Linked DNA regions of Mus musculus: region 1 is linked to region 2. Evidence: chromatin contacts called from public Hi-C data. All regions are on one chromosome and are shown on one strand. Each heading gives the region's core, a stretch centred on a gene start, on an enhancer-like site or on the middle of the called end of the contact. The rest is flanking DNA. Distances are from core to core; before and after follow the strand shown. Region 1 overlaps Rubcnl (RUN and cysteine rich domain containing beclin 1 interacting protein like). Region 2 overlaps Lcp1 (lymphocyte cytosolic protein 1).

What was found. Hi-C and Micro-C count contacts between places; a contact is called where the count stands out from the background.
Region 1: a Hi-C map of bone marrow-derived macrophages shows a contact between it and region 2, with 45 read pairs. The contact joins two enhancer-like sites. A contact is called at or near these places in 18 of 484 Hi-C or Micro-C datasets (B cells, the BV-2 cell line, CD8 T cells and 12 more), 13 of 115 datasets of contacts at active chromatin or transcription factors (the 230-238 cell line, CD8 T cells, the HPC-7 cell line and 8 more) and 4 of 9 other capture datasets (adipose tissue, bone marrow-derived macrophages, liver and 1 more).

What each region holds. Positions count from the first base shown.
Region 1 is chr14:75,041,117-75,047,388 of GRCm38.p6, forward strand. It overlaps Rubcnl (RUN and cysteine rich domain containing beclin 1 interacting protein like), which reads left to right. Exons shown (of 14, transcript NM_198642.2): 8 at 1,221-1,366; 9 at 3,293-3,357. Among named protein-coding and RNA genes, the nearest start is that of Rubcnl, 28 kb to the left of the region's middle. Within about 2 kb of position 4,300, at least 73 of the 459 cell types and tissues checked have an H3K27ac peak or open chromatin away from gene starts, as enhancers often do. A contact at or near this core is called in the BV-2 cell line, bone marrow-derived macrophages, conventional type 1 dendritic cells and 1 more, where this site is marked.
Region 2 is chr14:75,175,208-75,181,622 of GRCm38.p6, forward strand. Lcp1 (lymphocyte cytosolic protein 1) reads left to right here. Exons shown (of 17, transcript NM_008879.4): 2 at 1,608-1,726. Among named protein-coding and RNA genes, the nearest start is that of Gm15628, 41 kb to the left of the region's middle. Within about 2 kb of position 3,819, at least 161 of the 459 cell types and tissues checked have an H3K27ac peak or open chromatin away from gene starts, as enhancers often do. A contact at or near this core is called in the BV-2 cell line, bone marrow-derived macrophages, conventional type 1 dendritic cells and 1 more, where this site is marked.

The sequences.
Region 1 (6,272 bases), core at 3,050-5,549, 130 kb before region 2:
AGGAAAGGTCTCGCTGTGGTGTGCAGGCTGGTCTCTAACTTACAGAGTCCTCTTGCTCTGGCCTGCCTAGTGTTGGGATTGCAGGCTTCTTAAAAGTGCCGTACTCTCAAGTATCCTGAGGTGACATCTCATTTTTCCCTCTTATTACTACTTACTATGTTAATGTACTGGGCCCAGATCTTATCAGGGCAAGTCAATGGTAAAGCAGATATCATACCTAGCTGACAGCTATGAAAACATACAAGACTTTGCTTGCAGGAAATGCTGTTCTCCAAGAAAACTAAACCCTGGTGGTAGCAAATGCTAAGAGTTGAAAAAGTAAATCACTACGGAAGGGCCAGGGTGGGCAGGCATCTAATTCTATCAGAGGAAAGCTAACTCTCCAGCTTAGCCCCCGAGCCAGGTGTTAGTTAGCCAGGCAGTTCTGGGGCAGATACAGTCTGTGGGGAACTGTTCTTAGCAAGAGCTATTGGAACACAGATGGTGGAGGTCTGGAACCCAGATGAGCAGGGAAATAAATTTAGCTGTGGTTGGATAAAGGGAGTGTGTGTGTGTGTTTGGGGGGGGGTCAGAATTCATGGGAACAGGCTTGAATGATAGTAGTCAAACTGTGGAGGTTTTCAGGATGCTGATTGGAAGAGTTTGGATGTTCAATGACAATAGGAAAATGTAAGATTTCACTGTAAGTTGTTGAGTTTTGTAAGCCGGGGTTCTACAGCAAGACCAAGCAAAGCTCTGGTAGGCTGCCGCTTTAGGCAGCGGATGCTGCCTGTTTCATAGAGTGTCTCTGGTCAAAGAGCCCTTCCCATTACATGGGAAGTCTAGAAAGAAATGAGCTAAAACTATTAAAAAAAAAAAAAAAGGCAGGCTCAGGCATAGTAGTTAAAGGGTGCTACTGTTCTTTCAGAGTGTAGAGTTCTCACTACATCAGACAGTTCACAACTGCATGTAACTCCAGCTCTAGGGGATCTGACACCCTCTTCTCAGACACCTCTTCATGTACACGGTCATTCAAAAATAAAAATAAAAATAAAAATAAAAATAAGGAGTAGGCTCAGTGGGAAGTAGGGCACCTGTGCCAAGACCGTTAGTTCAGCTGAAAACAGTTTCAGTTTCTGGTGGTAAATTTGAATGGGAAGCACACTTAGGAGTCCTTCTTAATTCAACCTCTAGATTGTGCCTTCTGAGGTTAGCCCTGAATCCTCTCATGTGTCCTGCAGGTCGGGGATGAAGAATATGCTGAGGAAGACTTTGACTCCAGTGTGGATGCTGCTCGGGAAGTCATGCTTAAGTCTAGGGTCCCAGGAACTGAAGACTGGGTGCTCCCTCGATGCCAAATCATACTTACTGTTCACCCACCAATCAAGTAAGTAAGGGGTACTGCCTGGAAACCCAGGTTCCACTTGGGATATGCTGTGATGGGTCCCACCTGGTTCCTATGGAAACAGATGAGGAGAAAACAATGTGCGGAGGGACCAAGGCAAATGTATTTCTGGCTTAGTTTTCTTTGCACTCTGTTGTGGGCTTTGGTGGGGGGGGGGGGCGGGGCAGCAAAGTACTCAAGTTAAAAATGTAACTCTGTGTCTTAGGGTTTGTATTCCTGCACAAACATCATGACCAAGAAGCAAGTTGGGGAGGAAAGGGTTTATTCAGCTTACACTTCCACATTGCTCTTCATCACGAAAGGAAGTCAGGACAGAAACTTACACAGGGCAGGAACTTGGAAGCAGGAGCTGGTGCAGAAGCCATGGAGGGGTGGTGCTTACTGGCTTGCTTCCCCTGCCTTGCTCAGCTTACTTTCTTCTAGAACCCAGGACTACCAGCCCAGAGATGGCACCACCCACCATGGGTTGGGCCCTCTCCGCTTGATCAGTAATTGAGAAAATGCCTTACAGCTGGATCTCATGGAGGCAGTTCCTCAAGGAAGGTTCCTTTCTCTGGGATAGCTCCAACTTGTGTCAAGTTGACACACAAAACCAGCCAGTACACTCTGCCTCCTCAGTTATGAGCATTACATAGCACTGGTAGATTAAAAAGGCCTAAGAGGATTTTTAAGTGGCTAATACTGAAACAGAAATCAAATGCAACAATTTAAAAACGATGAGACCACTCTAATTCTATTTTCCAAACCAGTTAGTGTGCAATAAAAATAAGTGCGATGCATAAAAGTTTTAAAAGAAGAATTTACTTTCAAGGAGATTAACTGTCATTGAGAAATGTTAACAGGATGCAAATATAATCTTTATTCTATGAAGCCATAGAAGCTGGGAGACAGCTAAAATTCCGTAAGAGAGAACTAAACTTCTACAGTGTGTGTGTATGGGGCCACACTTATCGCATGTGCATAATAGTTTGTTGGCAATTTGTTCTGAGGATGTGTAATGGATTACAAGTAGAGATTATAGGCAACATAGTTTAACTATCTGCAGTCTTTCTATTCTCTTGGTCTCTCATGCAAACTTGAGGGTTATGAAGCCATGCTCCCCATGCTCCCCGTGCTCCCGTGCTCCCCGTGCTCCCCGTGCTCCCTGTGCTCCACGGAGGTCTCTTACTTATCTTTATCTGGTGTCTTTGCTCTCTGGCTTAGCTGATGCCAGGAAGGATGTTGTGACTGCTTGGGCAGAATTTGTCCTCTATAGACACTGAGCCATGCTAGTCTCGTTGTATAGGATATCTTTTCCCTCCTTTCCCAGAATCCTCTGTAAGACATGGGCAGAGATCTCACATGTTTTTTTTGTTTGTTTGTTTTTTTTTTTTTTTAAACCTTGGCAATTTTTGTTGACCTTGAGATAAAAATGCAAATTTACCACTTTACCCATAACTCTAGGTCCCCGTTGAAATCAGGACACAGCTGTTTCCAGAGCACTCCTCTTCAAGAGGACTTTATAACTTTGTCACATCGCCTTATTCTAATGTTTTTATTACATCTATTCACGTGTGTCCTTTCCAAGCATGTTAGACTGTTGTCTCCTCGGCTGTCTTGTGTACCCTGGTTTCTGTGCCAGGTAGTGGGAAGCCCCAAGGATTCTATAATAGAAGAGTTATATGTGATACTGACTTCTAATTTGGGCACAATTGAGATGTTTAAAGAATCCTAGCTTTAGAAGGCCAACAGATTCCAACCAGAAAAACATATTGGATAAGTATAAACTTTTCTTAAAATGAAAAGATGACAAAATTAAAGCCCCTAAACTGAGAAACGGACCACGATGTCCACTGCTTTTCCATCAGTGAAAAACGCTGTACTGACCAGCTCTGAAAACGTGTAACAGTTGCCATTTTCTGTCCTCAGGAGGGACATAGCAGTGGTGGCCCAGAACTTCTTCTGTGCTGGATGTGGGACTCCAATACAGCCCAGTAAGTACAGGTCCTGCGCTGTTTGCTTGTTCCATGATAACAGTGAGGATCTGCAGGGCTGGACTATGTGTTGCTTTAGAGTGAGACTGACTTCTTGGTGTGAGCGTGTTGTGAAGGAGTCGTGGAGGTGGCCCTGTCTTTTGCTAGGAGGAGACTGTGACCTACAAAGCTGCATGACTAGCCAGGTACAAGGAGGGCCAGCATCCTGGCTGCTCCTCAATTGGGCACTCAGACAACCCAGCCGTACCTGTCTTAGGGGGTTGAAACTATTGTTTCCTCTTCCCAGAATGAACCCCTCACCCCCATAGACTTCCTTCCCCATGACTCTTGGTTTTCTTCATATCTTTATGCTCTTTTTCTACCCACTCCACTCCCCCTCTCCTTTTCCTGGGATCTTCCATGGTTGCCTTGTGGATCGTGTGGTCGCAGACAGTCGCGTGTGTGCTTCATAGGATCTTCCTCTGCAATGCTTATTCAGCATTTATCTGTCTCCATCACCAAACCATAAATTCCAGGAAGGCAGAAGCCTTGTTGCTTTTGCTCATTGTTCATCTCCAGCCTCTATAGCTATGCTTGCTTATAAGACGGTCCTCTAGGCATACCTGCAGAGTAATCAAATGGCTCCTGGCAAGACTTCTCTGAGAGCTGAGGATATGGTAACTCATTTATGGGATGGCCAAGGTCCTGCAAACTAGTCTTCCCCAAGTGACACCATGCAAGACTTTCAGCACAACCTGGGGATTGCTTGTTCTCCAGAGAAGATGTCTGTTTCAAGACATTAAAATTGAAAGCAGAACCAGCCAGGGCTTCCTCTATCTCACTACACGTTAATGACAATCACAGTGTGTCCTCTTTAAATGACTCATTTTCCCAGCTAGCCTAGCAAGAGGCGGGTCTGTGAGTTGATCTGTACACCCTAATGCCACACCAAATGCCAAATGCATGAGTCAGAAACCACATAGACGCGAGACTCCATCAATCCGTTTAAGTACCTTCCTGAGTCCATTCTTTCCTGCCAGAACGGCAGGGGATCTTGCAGGTCCTGCCCCCATGGGATCTGCTTCCATTTTTGTCTGTCCTCGTGGTCTAAGGAAGAAGGATGGGCATGATTTATTCTGTACTGATGATAGCACAGTGGGCATTTGATGAAGTTTGGTGAATGAGTGAGTGGATCCTGAGATGGTAGAGACTTTGAGGCTGGGAAAGGTGAGTTATATCAGTGTCTTAGTTAAGGTTTTACTGCTATGAACAGACACCATGACTAAGGCAACTCCTATAGGCACAACATTTAATTGGATCTGGCTTACAGATTCAGAGGTTCAGTCCATTATCATCAAGGCAGGAAGCATGGCAGCTTCCAGGCAGTCATAGTGCAGGAGAAGCTGATATAGTTCTACATCTTCATCTGAAGGCTGCTAGTGGAAGACTCGCTTCCAGGCAGCTAGGATGGGGGTCTTAAAGCCCACGCCCACAGTGACACACCTACTCCAACAGGGCTATATCTTCTAATAATGCTGCTCCCTGGCCGAGCATATACAAACCATCACAAATGGCATGCTCAGTATTATACTTTTTGATCCTTTAGTCTGTTGGTGATTTGACTGTACACGCAGATTATACCTCTACACGCAGGATAATCCATTAGGCAGAGACACCTTCTCCTTCATCACCCGAAGGAGTGGGATATGCTGGCTACACTAGATTCAAACTGAGCTCGCCTGCTCTCTGCCTGTGTGTCCAGCTCTCTGCCTGTGTGTCCAGCTCTCTGCCTGTGTGTCCCCACTATGATGCTTCACCTCGCTGACCTGTTTTCCTCAATGAAAGAGGGAAATATAAGTTCCTAAGTCATGGAATTAGAAGCTTAGAATAACATACATTAACCATTCACCAGATTGGGAAACAGACTAAGTGCCCAGTGAAGACTTAGTCCTGTCTACTCTTCAAGGCATTAGTTGGAAAAATGTTATCTGTATCTACAGTGTGCCAGGGAATGGAGTTGCCGCCTTCCCACACAGGTCCTTCAGGTCCTGCCAGGCACTAATGCTGAGGGATGGTTGCACAGGAGATTTTAGCTGGGTTGTTTTTCTTCGTAGACCAGATAATACACAGTATTACCACCTTCATCCCTACATCTTTTGTCCATCAGAATATTTTATTAGAGAAACCTCAGAAGCACCATGTGTTAATTTCCCCATGCTACAGAGATGTGTATCATTAGCTCTTTGGGGGTCTAGGGTCTAGGTTTCTCTCTCTCTCTCTCTCTCATTCTCTCTCTCTCTCTCTCTCTCCCAGGTATTGTTTCCTTTCTCTCTTTGGTGTATATGTGTATGTATACACACATATACATACATATATAGTATGTACATATACACACATGTATGTGTGTATGTGTGTATGCATGTATGTGTGTGTGTGTATGTATGTATGTATGTATGTATGTATGCATGTGTGTGTGTATGTATGTATAACCTCTTTTGTAAGCTACATCCTGACACTGTGCATGCACTGCTTTAGAATATGCTCTTCCTATGTGGGCCATTTCCTGCACCCAGTTGTGTGCTGCATTTTATTAGCCTGAGATTCTGAGTTGTTGCTGGAGTTCCTGTGAGTAGCAGGTAGCATCTTCAAAGCCAACTAGATTCCCAGGCCCTACATGGAATGGTCTTAGAGGCTGCACTGAAGTTTGTGGTGCCCGTCTTTGACGTCCAAGAGCATTAGGGAGGATTCTGTTTCTCTGGGATCTGGCTTACTGTGGCGAACCACAAATGGCCACAGGTGACATCCTCAAGTCAATGCCAGAGCTGCGCTGCCTGGCAGTTGAATCTGGCTTGAGCACGGTGGACATTCATCAGACTCTGAACCTTGCATAGGAATGGGGAGGTGGCCTAGGGCAGATCTTAGCATCATGAATATGG
Region 2 (6,415 bases), core at 2,569-5,068:
CACACGAGAGGAACCGACACACGAGTGGTTTTCTCTCTTTCTTTTATAGATTCCTTGGGTCTCCTGTGATCAGGCCCAAGCACCTACAGAATGCTCCTGCTCTCTGTCCCCCAGGTAATCAAATATAGATTGGTTCCTTTTCATGAGGCACGGCTGTTGGGTCTTTGCTCCATTCTGAAACCACAAGAGTGCAGAAGCAGACAGGCAGATGCACAGTCAGCACTCACTCTTTCCCCTGAAGAAGGCTATGCAGGCCATCTGTGGAGCTCTTCTCTAGAACCCTGAGTGGGGGCTATTCCCAAAAGTGGAGGCTAACAGCATTTAACTGCTGTATCATGCAGCCAATCTTATATGAACAATGCCTAGATGCTTCTCTGTACAAAGTCAAGGGCCCCTGAGTTCCCTCTGCCAGTTACTAACTGGGATTCTACTCACCACGTCACTCTTACCAGGGACATCTGAAGACAGCCGTCAGTTCTTACTAGAACCATTCCTAGAATGTTCTTTAGGACCAGATCTAGAGAAGACCGAACCTTCTCCATGTCTTCCCGTGCTCTAGCAGACCCTCTTTCTCAATAGGAGCCCTGTGGGTTTCTGAGTAAAAAGTTGCCTTATCAAGCAGATGAAGGAGATACACTCGGTGGCCTTATCTCAGCATTAGAAGTTAAGACGGAGAACTTTGTAAGGAAACCAGAAAAGCCAAGGAAGTCTAAAGAACAGCGGAGTCAGTGGGACCATGCTCAGCTTGGCAGCAGCCCTGGCTCTTACAAAAACACAGATACCTGTAGAATGAGCAGGCATCCTCACCGACTGAGCCTGGGGGCCTAGCTGTAGCATGCAGCCCCAAGGCTAAATGACAGCATCTCCGTTATTGTTGGGAGCGTGAGGACTCCAGGAAATGGGTGGATGACTGTTGTCTGAAGGGATCCAGCCTGTTGGAAGGACTGACCGCTTCCTGAAGGATTCACTACTCTTCTTTACAGGAAATGTTTAAATAATTGAACTCTCTAATTGGGTTAAAGAGATCCTGAACACGTGGGTGTTCTATAAGTAAAGGAATGAGTAAATAATATAGTAACCTTTCTCTATGGGCCCTGTGCTTAGAGAGATCGTTTTGTTTCGTTTATACAGATATGATCATCATTGAGAGAGTGGGAGAGGGATTGGTTTCAAATGGGGTGAGAGAGAGAGGGAGGTGGGATAGGCATGTTCGCCCATGAAAATCCCTTACAGTTTGTACATCACACCTCTTCCTTTGTTGTTTCACTGGAGATGAAGAATTTGTTTTTTCCCAGATGAAAGTATGTAGGCTCCTGGGTTTTGCTTTAAGCAACTAGAGTCAGACAAAAGAGTTCAGCCAGGAAGCTGACCTTCGCTCCCTATCTGTGATCAGAAGGGCTTAAGTAGCCCAGGGCCTGCAGAGAGAGACCCAGGGTGGGAAGCAGAATGCTCCTAGAGAGGAGGAAGTGGAAGGTGGCTTCTAGATTTCACTGTGACCTGTTGTCAGGTGATTTTCAGGGGGAGGAGACATTAAAAAAAATGTTGAGTAAAATGTCCTTATAAAGACAAAATCTATTTCTTTCCTGCCTGGTGATTTGCCACTGCAGTTACTTCCTGCCTTGTGACCACACAGCCCTGCTTGACAAGGCTGCTCTGTAGATCTGAAGGACTGGGGTTTCTGACCACACAGCAGTGCTGCTGACACAGAGGACAGTTTCTCTACCAGGTAAACGTGTTTCTCGTCCCTTTGCTCGCTGGAAGTGTTTGGGACCTGGCTGGGGCTCTGCTGCTGGGTGCTGTGGGTTTTGTCTAGAAGGGGCTAAGCACCTGTCTTCTCAGCCCTGTGTGTCTTGCCTCCCTCTAACAGAGACCAGCAGCCACCTGGGGTGGCTGGGGGTGTGGGGGGTGTGGTGGGGGGAAATATGGGGGGGGAGTTTTTTGGCTTAGTTCTTGCCAAGTTCTCTGCATTTATCATCCCCCACCCCAAAACCTGAGTTACTTTTCCCCATCTTTAAAGCCAAGCCATGTTTTGATACCTGTCAGTTGGACTATTTTAGGAAGGCTATTTACTCTCATTTGGTCAACTTTAAGATGTTTTCGGGAAAGAGCGTATTGATCATTTAGACTGTGCTGCTAGTAATTCTAATGGAGGTGGTTTAATTTTAGCTTCTGTGGTTGTTTTTCCTTTTTTTTTTAAATCTTCCTTAGAGTCAGTTGGTGGATATGTTAACATCTTAGGTCGTATGTTACCAAGGGTGGCCTGGCAGTGTGAGTGATTTTTGACAATGAGGTTTTTAATGCCCATGTTTTCTGACTACACAAAATATGAGAGGTCTTCTCCATTCAGTCTCCAAAAAACAAGAGCAATTGTGTTGCTGGCTTCTGCTACTTCTTGTAGGGCTGTCTGGATTATTTGTTAAGGCTGAAGGCCATGCAAATGAATGTCTCTACATTTTGGAGGAAAGGTCCTGTCTACACAGGGAATTCTTTTAAGCGACTGAAGCATATAGCCTCGAAGTATTGTACCATCTCTCAGCTTGTATTCATTTAGAACTGTCAGTCAAGCCCAGGACTGATGTTACATATACACTGTCCTGCACACATGGTGAAAACCTGTGTTTCTAACTGTTGGAAACCACTCTAGCAGGACAACTTAAAACCAAAATCAGAAGCAAGACAAACAAACAAACAAACAACAACAACAACAAAAAACCAAAACAAGAAAAAGAAAAAAAAAGTGATGACTTGTCAACACACACCTTGAGGTCAAATTTACCAAGAATTTACTGTAATTGGCTTCTATTAAATGAACTTTTTAAAAAAGGATGTCTGCATAGCTAAATTTAAATGGAATTCACCACTTTTTTCTATGAAGAGTGAATTTCTGGAAGTTTTGGTGTCTGGCCATTAATCTTTCTTTACTTGCAGTACTCATCTGCCTGGCTGGTTTCAAGGCAAAAAGTAAAACTAACCCAAAAAACAGTGGGGTCTCCGGAGGAGAGGCTTAAGGTCCAGAAAATACTAGGGGGAAAAAAAACGTACTCCAAAGATTTTCATCAGAGATAGTAATAAGAATGTAATTTAAAAAAAAATGCTGTGAAGGCTTGTCAACATTTCCCCCTTACATTTGGGAAGGAATAACACTGAATATGGCAGAGTTAGTGCCAACCACGTTTGGCTTGCTGAAGCATCCACCTGCCATGCCTGCCTACAGAGCACAGCGTCTTACTCATGGTAGCAGCACGAGGGAGGGAGGGCTCTTCCGGACCTCAGGTTCTACGGTGGCAGTTTGCAGTGGTCTCTGATGACATTTCGTTAGCAGTCCCTGTCTGGCAGGAGTGTTTTAAACTTCGTCTCCTTTGTATGTTGTACCTTGCAACAGTCAGGACTGTTAGATTAAAAAGGATCCCAGTGTTTTAACCTGATTGATACTTCTACCTCAGAACCGTTTGGAGAAGGGTGGCCCGCGCGTGTGTTTAAACTAGAACAGGAAGGGGACCTGTGCAGGGCCTCAGAGATGCGCATGCTCAGGCCGCTCAAATGTAGAACCCTGTACTGTATCGACCTGGGGGGCGGAGGGGGGGGGCGGAGTGGTAAGAAGGAAAATGTTAGTGTGTATTCTGGCTGTGCACGTCCAACTCTTTTTTTTTAGAATGTTTCATCTGAACTTAATCGAGTTTGTGGATATGGAATGTGTAAAGCTGGAGAGCCGACTGCCACCAATGCGGTTACTTTTAAGTGCTTAGTTTGTGTAACCACATGACTTCCTGGAATCCTCTCCAGTGCCTTGAGCTATCGGGAGTGAGCTGAAGTTACCTAAGGTCCAAGGGCACAAGGGTCAGGGTGGGGCAGGAGTTGGTCTGGATTTCGGGTGCCCCGGGACTGTGCTGGCTGCAGGGTCCGCCTTCCGTGGAGCATGCTGGGAGAAGCTATCATCCTGGAGACACATCGAAAAGCCTAATGTGTGTGTGTGTGTGTGTGTGTGTGTGTGTGTGTGAAGGAGAAGAGAGAGAGCAGAGACAGAGAGAGTGTGTGTGTACAGGTGTTCAAGACAGAGAAAGGAAAAAAATCGCCAGACACCCCAAAGGAGTTTGATATTCATAAATAGGTTCCTTGGCACATTTCATGTAACGGTGGGATGATTCATTAACAGTTTTGCTAAGAATTTTTGGTGCCTTCACGCATTTGCCTCAGCCCACTTCCTCAGCCTTCTTTCATGCCACTTCCTTCTTGTTGAACCTCTCCCCTCCCCCTCCCACGTCTTACCAACCCACGTTCTGGTTCTGGGCGCCGCGCTAGACCGCAAGCCACCAGAAAGTTCCATGCTGTTTCACTCTTTCTCGCTGTTTCTTCAATGATCTTCCCCCTGAATTGTCTGACTTTTCAAGGGCCTCTTGGAAAGGCAGGTCCTCAGCTTGCTTCCTCCACTGACTGAAGTTTGCCTAAGGCTTTGCCTTCAGGTCAGCGTTGCATCTTCTTAATATTTTCCCCCCTGTCCTGTCGCACATATAGAGCGGAGTTCCCTCTCTCCGCCGGCGCACAGGGCTGCTGAAGATATTGACTGGAATGAATAGTTGTCACTTTTTTTTTTTTTTTTAATGAATTCGTTACATAACAGGAAGGCCTCCGATTTCACTTCCTACTTTCATGCTCCCTGAGTCCTTGTGGCGACTGCTCTGAGGGGACACGTGGCAGTCATTGTCCTCAGAGCTTGCTCCCCTCCTTTTCCAAGGCTCCAGTCTTCATTTGAGCCTCACAGCGCCAAATGGACAACGGCTTCGGGAAATATAAGAAATGATACGGTAACTGTAGACTTCAGAAATAAATGACACCAGTCCATCATTGTATTTTAAATGCAGTTACAGGCATACTACCCAGCAATCCTTACATAAGCTGAATTCCCCAGATAGGCCTTTGTTTATGAAGTGAACGCAAGTACACATGTTAGGAACATTACTTAATCACTCTGTATTCTTAGAAAATTCTCAAGTCGCCTTTTCCTTTTTTTTTTTTTTTTTTCACCTGAGGACTGCAGGCCCCTCTGCACATATAGGGGATGTACCAATCAAATCTCAAAATAAAGCTAAATCAGAAAATTAAGAGATTTCCTCATTTAGCTCATGTTTGAGAAGAGCTGAAAAGCTTTATAAAGTCATTGGACTTTATGACTAATGGTAGATGTTATAGCAGGATGATACTGTTTAGATTAATGTAAATTTTCTCCCCGGGAATTTTTTTTGATAGGGGGGTGGAGGGGGGGTGTTTCCCACTTCACAGATACCCAGTGAAATAAGATGACTCAGTTCGTGTACTGAGCAACGCAAAAATAAAAGTCGAATTTAGAGTCCATCAAAATATATAACTGATTTGTCAGCCGACTCTGCTAGCTGCAAGGGTTCCTGTTTTGCTAGATGACAGTGCACTTCTAACATCAAAACACTGAAGGTTTTCTGAAGTGCTGAGACACTGCCTCCTGACCAGGTCTCCATCACCTAGGGGAATCTTGCTCTAGCTGTTGAAGTGGAGGTGCTCCCAGACAGACAGACGGACGGACGGCATCTCCTGCTGTTTTCCTCAGCTTCCTTCTGACTCAGCTTCCGGTCTTCACCACTCACTCTTCCTGTTGTTTTCTGTGTGTCAATTTCCATCATTGCATTCGTCTTCCCATCAGTTTCACAATGGCCCCATCTCGTAAGATATTGCAAGCCCCATTGGGGGAGGGGCGGTGAGGAAGAATTTCAGTTATCACCCTAATAATAACAACAGCTAATGCACCCACCCTCTCTTGGAATTGAGCTTTTCGCAATCCCACCAGGTGAATACTGGCATATTTGACAACAGGTTTATTCACTCGTGTATGTGATTTTTTTTTTTAAATTTTCGAAGACTGAATGAGTGCTCTATCAATGGTTGGAATCCAGAGAAAGCCCTAGAACAAACAACAAACTATAGTGTGTGCGTGTCTAACATCTGAAGTAGAGCTTAGATGGTTGAAACTTCCCCTGAAGTGCAGCCATGGTGTGATGGCTTTTATTAGAGACTCTTCTGTCATCACCACACGAGCTCTGTCCTGTGCATGTGATTGTATTTGGTGTGTACAGTGAATGTACAGACCCACACAACATGATCTTTCCCTTTAAAATCTTGGAATAGTTCTTAGTCTTAGGCATTAAGAATGACTTCAGTCGAGTGGCCTTCACATTTTTAGTGTGCTGTGACTGACAGTCAGGAATAAATTAATTTGTACACCTGAGTACATACACCTACAATTATACAGTAATTGCCAGATATAATTGTAAAAAAGACTTTTTACAAATGAAAGGATGCTTTAGCTGTGAATGGGAGGACAGAAGTTGGAAGCGACCCAGGTAGTGAGTTAAAATAGGTTTTCCTCAGCTTCAGAGCCCGGGTCTAT